2 separate regions of the Mus musculus genome follow, and region 2 is linked to region 1. The links are chromatin contacts, called in public HiChIP or PLAC-seq maps. All regions are on one chromosome and are shown on one strand. Each heading gives the region's core, a stretch centred on a gene start, on an enhancer-like site or on the middle of the called end of the contact. The rest is flanking DNA. Distances are from core to core; before and after follow the strand shown. Region 1 has its middle 55 kb from the start of Gm13584. Region 2 overlaps Nek6 (NIMA (never in mitosis gene a)-related expressed kinase 6).

What was found. HiChIP or PLAC-seq counts read pairs in DNA pulled down with a chosen protein or histone mark.
Region 2: a contact with region 1 is called in an H3K4me3 HiChIP or PLAC-seq map of embryonic forebrain, with 4 times the contacts expected there. The contact joins two enhancer-like sites. A contact is called at or near these places in 7 of 39 promoter capture datasets (the 3T3-L1 cell line, the HPC-7 cell line, HPC-7-derived erythroid cells and 3 more), 4 of 15 datasets of contacts at CTCF or cohesin (CD8 T cells, large pre-B cells, pro-B cells and 1 more), 90 of 484 Hi-C or Micro-C datasets (the 3T3-L1 cell line, 3T3-L1-derived adipocytes, the 63-12 cell line and 58 more), 16 of 115 datasets of contacts at active chromatin or transcription factors (the 230-238 cell line, the HPC-7 cell line, bone marrow-derived dendritic cells and 10 more) and 1 of 9 other capture datasets (embryonic tail).

What each region holds. Positions count from the first base shown.
Region 1 is chr2:38,422,714-38,425,728 of GRCm38.p6, forward strand. No RefSeq gene overlaps it. Among named protein-coding and RNA genes, the nearest start is that of Gm13584, 55 kb to the left of the region's middle. Within about 2 kb of position 1,343, at least 61 of the 459 cell types and tissues checked have an H3K27ac peak or open chromatin away from gene starts, as enhancers often do. A contact at or near this core is called in embryonic forebrain, where this site is marked.
Region 2 is chr2:38,577,546-38,580,869 of GRCm38.p6, forward strand. All of the region lies in intron 8 of Nek6 (NIMA (never in mitosis gene a)-related expressed kinase 6), which reads left to right. Among named protein-coding and RNA genes, the nearest start is that of Gm35808, 46 kb to the left of the region's middle. Within about 2 kb of position 1,491, at least 40 of the 459 cell types and tissues checked have an H3K27ac peak or open chromatin away from gene starts, as enhancers often do. A contact at or near this core is called in embryonic forebrain, where this site is marked.

The sequences.
Region 1 (3,015 bases), core at 93-2,592:
CTCCAGAGAGATGGATAATGAAACTGAGAGTAAATGTTTAGCAAATTGACAGGTGACGTTCTTTTGTTTGTTGATTTTTAAAGAAGCAGGGCTGTGTTTGTCACCAATGTTCACAGCAGTATCCATGATGTAGAAACCATCCAGATGTCCCAGTATAGACAGACAGGATACACACAGTGTGCTTAGGGGATAACATTTAGCCTTGGAAAAGAGTGAAGCCATGTCATTCTTATGCACACCCTTTGAAAGCACTTCGTTAAAGGAAAGAAGTTGGACCCGAAAGGGTCAGCATGGTATGGCTTCAGTCAGGTAAGAAACCTACAATGGTCACATCATAGACAGAAGTAGAATAGCGGTAACCCAGTGGGAGGAGAGCAGAGAACTAGCGTTTAACCGTGAGGTGTCACGCAGCCCCTAGCAAATCCATGCACGGGTGCTCATCACCCACTAAACATCCTTCTTGCTTCTTACCATGAGTCACCCATCCCAACTTTGCATCTTGTCTCCACCAACCTGTATCTGTCCCACCCCCAGCCCTGACGTCATACAAGCGTAAGCATCTTTTATCTGAAATGCTTTGGACCAAATACTTTGGAGCTTTGGGGAAGCAATTTTACAGAATGTTTTTGGCATACCTGCCTTTTGTCTGTGAGATATCACATGAAGTCAAGTGTGAACATTTCCCCACTTGGGAGCACTTTGGACTTCAGATTTTTGGGTTAGGGATGCTGGGCAAGCAAGAATGAAAGGCCCAGTGCTGTGCCCTAGGAGGTGGGAGGAGAGGGGAGGGGAGGGTCCACAGAGGTGGGCCTGGGGCTTTGCTGGGATGTTTCACTTGGTACAGTGCACTGGAGATGTGGCCACATCATGCATGTCTGCAGTTCTTGCCATGGCATGCTAAGACAGTGTGTGTAGATACAGCACCATATGTCTGCCCACCATGAAGGCTATGTAAGTCCTTTACAGTTTGGACAATTATGAAGACACCAAACATACACATGTTTCATCAGCTTTGCTTGCATCCTCTGGTTAAACATCTCTGAGTGTGATTGCTGGCTCCTGTGGTGAGGAAAGGGTTAAGGCCACAGAAAACTGCTATACTGGTCTCAGGTGGGTGAGCATCGTTGTACTAAATTCACTTTTTGCTCTAGCAGCTCGTTTTTATTTTATTTTACACAAACACGGCCCACTATGGGCTGGTTGGAAGGAAAACACCTGGTCTTACCTCACAGTCTCAGAAAAGTCCCTAGTGCAGTGGGGAAAGGTTCCCAGCAGAGAGCTGCAGAGCAGAGGCCCACGGGAGCCTGGGAGATTTAGCATTGGACCGCTGTTCTGGTTGAGCCAGGGGAAGCTGGGAATGGGGCCAGTGGTCAGATGGTGCCTCGCGAGGGTAGCGGAGCTCAAGACTGTCTGAGGGGGTTTGGGGAACCACTGAAGGTTCTTAAGCTGGAGAAAAACTGATTTGAATCACGCTCCAGAAAGGTTCCTCCAGGTGGGAGGATCTGGCTTCTGGGAAACAGTCCCTGGCAGAGACCAGAAAAGAGAAGAGGAGGCCTGGCCAGGGCCCTGGCAGTGGTTAGGAAGGTAAGATGTAATGACGCTGGGGTGTACCAGTGAGGAAGGAGTAAGGGCGAATGGAGAGTCTGAGACCCAGCTGCCAGGCCTTGAAGGCCCCGTACGCCTTAGGAAAGTGGGTGGGAAGTGGGGGGAAGGGGTTTGCAAAGGAGACCTCCCAGCTCTGCGGCTGGGGGCTTGCCTGAAGGAGAGCCTCCTCTTCTCTCCCCGCCCCCCCCCCGCGCCCCGCCCAATCCGGATCTGATTCAGCTGTCACTCAAGCAGTTGGGGCCCTCGAAGAGCAGGGGATGGTGATTTGTGCTGGCCTTGTCGGCCCATTGTCCTACTGGGATTTAGTCTTTGGTGAGAGTAACAAAGAACTCAGCTCAGGAGCTGGGCTCTGGGCTGGCTGTGGGGGAGGGGACGGAGGGGGGTGGGGATCAAGGAGCTCAGGCTTGGCCAGGCTGCTTAGCACATCGCTTCAGGCCCAGCTTATTGTGTCTCTCTGTGTGTTTGTACGTGTACGTGTATGTACGGGCTGGCACAGAGGGGCTGTGTGCATAGGTCTGTGCGCTATGCACTCACTCGGGTAGGAGCGCGCTGGGCACTTCTGCAGGCTGCACTATGTGATTCTGCACATCCGAACTCATCTCAGTAGATCAGTATTTCTCCAGGCTCGCTCTGAGGAGCACATCTGTCAGCCTTCTGGTCGTTCTGTGCAAGGGCTGCCCTGAGCCACTGCTAGCCACTACCCCAACCCCACCCCAACCCCCAACCCCCCACCCCCGGCTTCATTATGGACTTCTGGCTCTCTCAGCCTGCTCTCTCCCTGGTCACTTGGCCCTGACCTTGCGCTTGAATGCGACCTCCACTTCCTGCTGGGCCTGACCAAGCCAGTGCACAGTGTCTGGGGAGTGTGCATGCACAGGGAGCACTGCGATCTTTGATGAGCCTGTATTCATCCTGACATTCGTGTGCATACATCCATGTATTTGTGCCCACATGTGTGTGCCTGTGCTTCGTATGAGCATCTTGACATGTGCACACAAGAACACTTGGGCACGTGTCCATGTGGATGTGTGTAACTCTTTAGAGCGTTTGCAGGTGTTTTCTGTGGGGTGATTCATGTCAGCAGTTTAAAGGAAGCTGCTATCGCCTCCCAAGCTTCTCCTCTGGAGCCCAGGTAGCCCTGGGTCAACAAGTCACTCCTCCTGGGCTCCCCTGGGCTCTGAAGAAGCTCTTCATCCTCCAAGGGGAACTGCTCCTAAGAGTTCAGCTTGTTTTGTTCCAAATACATCAGTGTGTACTGCAGGAAATGAGGGGAGGCTCCCAGATTCTGTCTTCTGGGATGTTGCACCTCTCTTGTGCAAGGAGGGTGAATGGGTGAACTAGGTTCAGTGAAGGCTACAGACCTTAAATTACAGTATCAGACAATATTCAGAAAGTGAGACTCGGGGTTAC
Region 2 (3,324 bases), core at 241-2,740, 150 kb after region 1:
GTGGTTGGAGTAAGCTGTACTTCTGGGCTCTAAGAGCAGGATGGAACAGTGGAGCATTGCTCTTCCCTGGTTTCTTTGGTAACCACATTTGTATATTGTTCATCGGTAAATAGGTTCCACACAGGCACTAGGAATGGGTATGGACCGAGGCTTCTTAGCTCATGCCCCTGTGTTACTCCCCTAAGGAGGTGCCCTGTTTTTTTTTTTTTGTTTGTTTAGTTTTGTTTTTTTCAGATCCACAATGTGGGTCTCACTGCAGACCCTTTGCCTCCCTAGTTGTAGAATGCGGCCATCCATGGCTGTTTCCAGATCTGGTAGTTAGCCTGGAGCCAGGGACAGGACTGTTGAATCTTAGTATGCTCAGAATGAGAACATAAGAAGCATAAGCTCTACCCATCTCAGCCCTGGTGGGAGGGTCGGGGGTTCCTGGGAATGGGTCTGGGGAGCACAGGCCACCAGGAAGGGGGTGAAGCTTGGGCCATCTGATGTCTCTATGTTGGTGGCTGCACCTAGGACCCACTACTGGGCATCCCCAAGAGACTCCACTGAACACTGGGCATCTCCCCACAACATTTGAATCCTAATATGCAGGTTGGCAGACAGGTGATCGATTTAGGGTTAGCACTGGAACCCCATCTGTCTTTTGCTTCCCTGGAGCTGATGTGGGGGGATGGGTCTAGCTTGGACTAGTCAACCTGAAGGTCAAAACTCAAAATCTCTTTACAAGGTGCAGAGTTCCTTGCCTTTCTTTTTGAGCCAGGAGCTTGAGATCCTTTAGGGCAGGCACTGCATTTTTCTCGTCTGCAGGGGACGGTGTGGAGCCAAGGCCTGGTAGGACAGAGAAGCGTTACTGCCGAGCTGTGCCCCCGCTGAAAATGAGGCATTTTAAATGCCTGGCTGGAAAGGGCTGCCTAGAATGTCCTTGTAGACTGGTTGGGTGGGCCACCTCCTGGGGCTTGGTAGCCCAGTGTCGGGAAGGCCTATGGGCCTTTCAGGCCAGAGCAGTCAACAGTGGGGCCGGTCGAGCCTTTTTGATACTCTGGGCTTCAGTTTCAGGAATAGTCTTAGTGAACACCTGGCTAGGGCAGGAGATCAGATGGATTCAGAGACTCCTCTGAGAGCATCGCCCATGCGTGCCAGGTGCTGGGGTGAGGGGACAGCTGTTCAGGAGCTTCCAAATACTCTTAATGTGTAAGGTCAGCAAGAATAAGCAATTTTGACTTCATGTTTGTGAGCATGTCCACAGAACTCTCAGGCGTTGGGGGAGAGATGCTGGGCCCGGCAAGAGCCCAGCCTGGGCAAGTCAGCCCCTTGTGTGGGATGGAGTCTCCCTGCCTTGGAGAGGGAAGTACATGAGGCCCTGCGATGGAGGCACCCAGCTCCAGACACTCCGGCCTCTCTGTGAACCCATCAACCAGCTGAGCTGTGCAGCTGGCATTTGCTGCCAGGCTTTAGAAGCCCAACAGCTTGACACATTTCCCTTTTTGCTTTGGCCAACAGGAGGTCTCAGCACTGCTCAGCTTGGGTCCTTATGGAGGGAGTCCCCTTTGACCTATTCTCATGTATACTGTCCCTAGTCCAGATGGCTTATCATTTTCTTTCTTCATCCTCTGTTGTGTATTTTCAGAAACTGCTTCCTGTCCCCTTAAAGTCACAAGTGTCTCTAAACATAAACAAATACAGGCCAGTCTGCCTGAGAGAAGAGCTCTGTGCATCCCCCAGGGCCGATGGAAGATGACAGCTGGCTCCCTCTGTTCCTGCCAGCCCTGGTCCCTGTCCAAGCCTTTGTTACAGCTCCTTAGTGGCAAACGCAGCCCAGTCTTGGTCTGCACCAAGCCCACGACCATAGCCTCGATGGATTCCCAGCCAAGCAGGCTGTTCTAAGTCCTACACACATACCTGAGGAGGTGGCTTCCAGCGTGGCGGCAGGGCTCAGCTTAGTCAGTTGATCTAGTTGTTGGCAGTGTGTCGCTGAGTGCCTTGTAGCTATGCAGGAGCAAAAGGCAGTGGGAAGCCAAATAAATCAATCAGTCCTCTAGGAATATTCGCCCACAAGGACAGGACAAAAGGCAGCCATGGCCATTCATGGGCTGCCCTCAAGGGTGACAGTGGGCTCTGTTGAAACTGGCACCCCTCTGCACCCCTGCAGTGCATCAGGGAAAGAAGTGTATATTTTCCCAGCAGACAAGGAGGGGCCTCATCTGGGCCCAGCACTGGGTAATTGGCAAGAGGTGTCCTGCAGTCATGGCTGCCACCTCCCTGAGACCACCTGTGGTGTCTTCTCCTGATATCAGCTTAAAGAGCTAGGACAAAACTCTCTCCTCCCCCCACCACTGCCTTTTCTGCTTCCTGCTTAACTTAAACCATTGAGAATTCATGTGGACCCCGTGGAACATACGCCATGCCAACATGATCTGGGGCAGGAAGTGTGTAAGATCAGAAATAATCCCCTTGACATCCTTTCTTGAACCCCGAGGACTGGCTGAAGCCCCTGTGCACTTTCCCTGTGGAGGAGGTGGAGTGGCCAATGAAGCTGAAGGCTCACTTGGTACCAGCCCCTTGCAGTGGGGACGGAAACCCAGCAAGCCAGTGGGCTGGAGAAAGCTGCTTTGGAATTCTGGCTTAAACAGTAGAATGGCCCAGAAAGCCTACCCCCCTACCCCTGAGAACTGGGCCACACATACTCTCCTGGTCACGCTTCACTACAGGCTGTATTTGGGAGAAGATGGGTGACAGACAAAAGAGATCCTTTTCTTAAGTCAGGTTTCCTTCCTTAGGAAGGAAACCTTAGGTTGTTTGAGACACAGACACATACTTAAACATATGAAGAGAGCCATGACTCTGGTGGTCTGGAGGTAGCAGGGATCTGTCCCCCAACAGCAAGCCCTTTGCTCCAACCTTCCTGGGGCTGGCTGGCCACCGGTCTGAGTAGATCTTGCCATCCTGGGTAATCGTTATAATCCCCATGTCGTCAGTAGGCCCTCAAGTTACTTCACAGCCTGCTGTCCTTATCAGGATGGCAGGCCCACGGCCAGCAGCTGGACGGTGAGTAGTTTGGACATGGCTTCTGATAGAACCTGCAGCTTAGAATGGAGAAGCTCCGGTAGCAGGGACGACTCACTGCTAACCCTGTGCACAGCAGCTCTCTGGGATGATGAGGGGAAGGTGCTGGAGAGAAAGAATAGACGATGGATCACCCCTTGCCCCATTTTTCTGAGACATTTAGAGTTAGTTGTAAAGGGCCGCATTTGTGAAGACCCAACAGATTGGCCTGCTGCGGGTCAGTCAGTCCCTCTCCCAGGTCACACATACCCATCAGCAGAG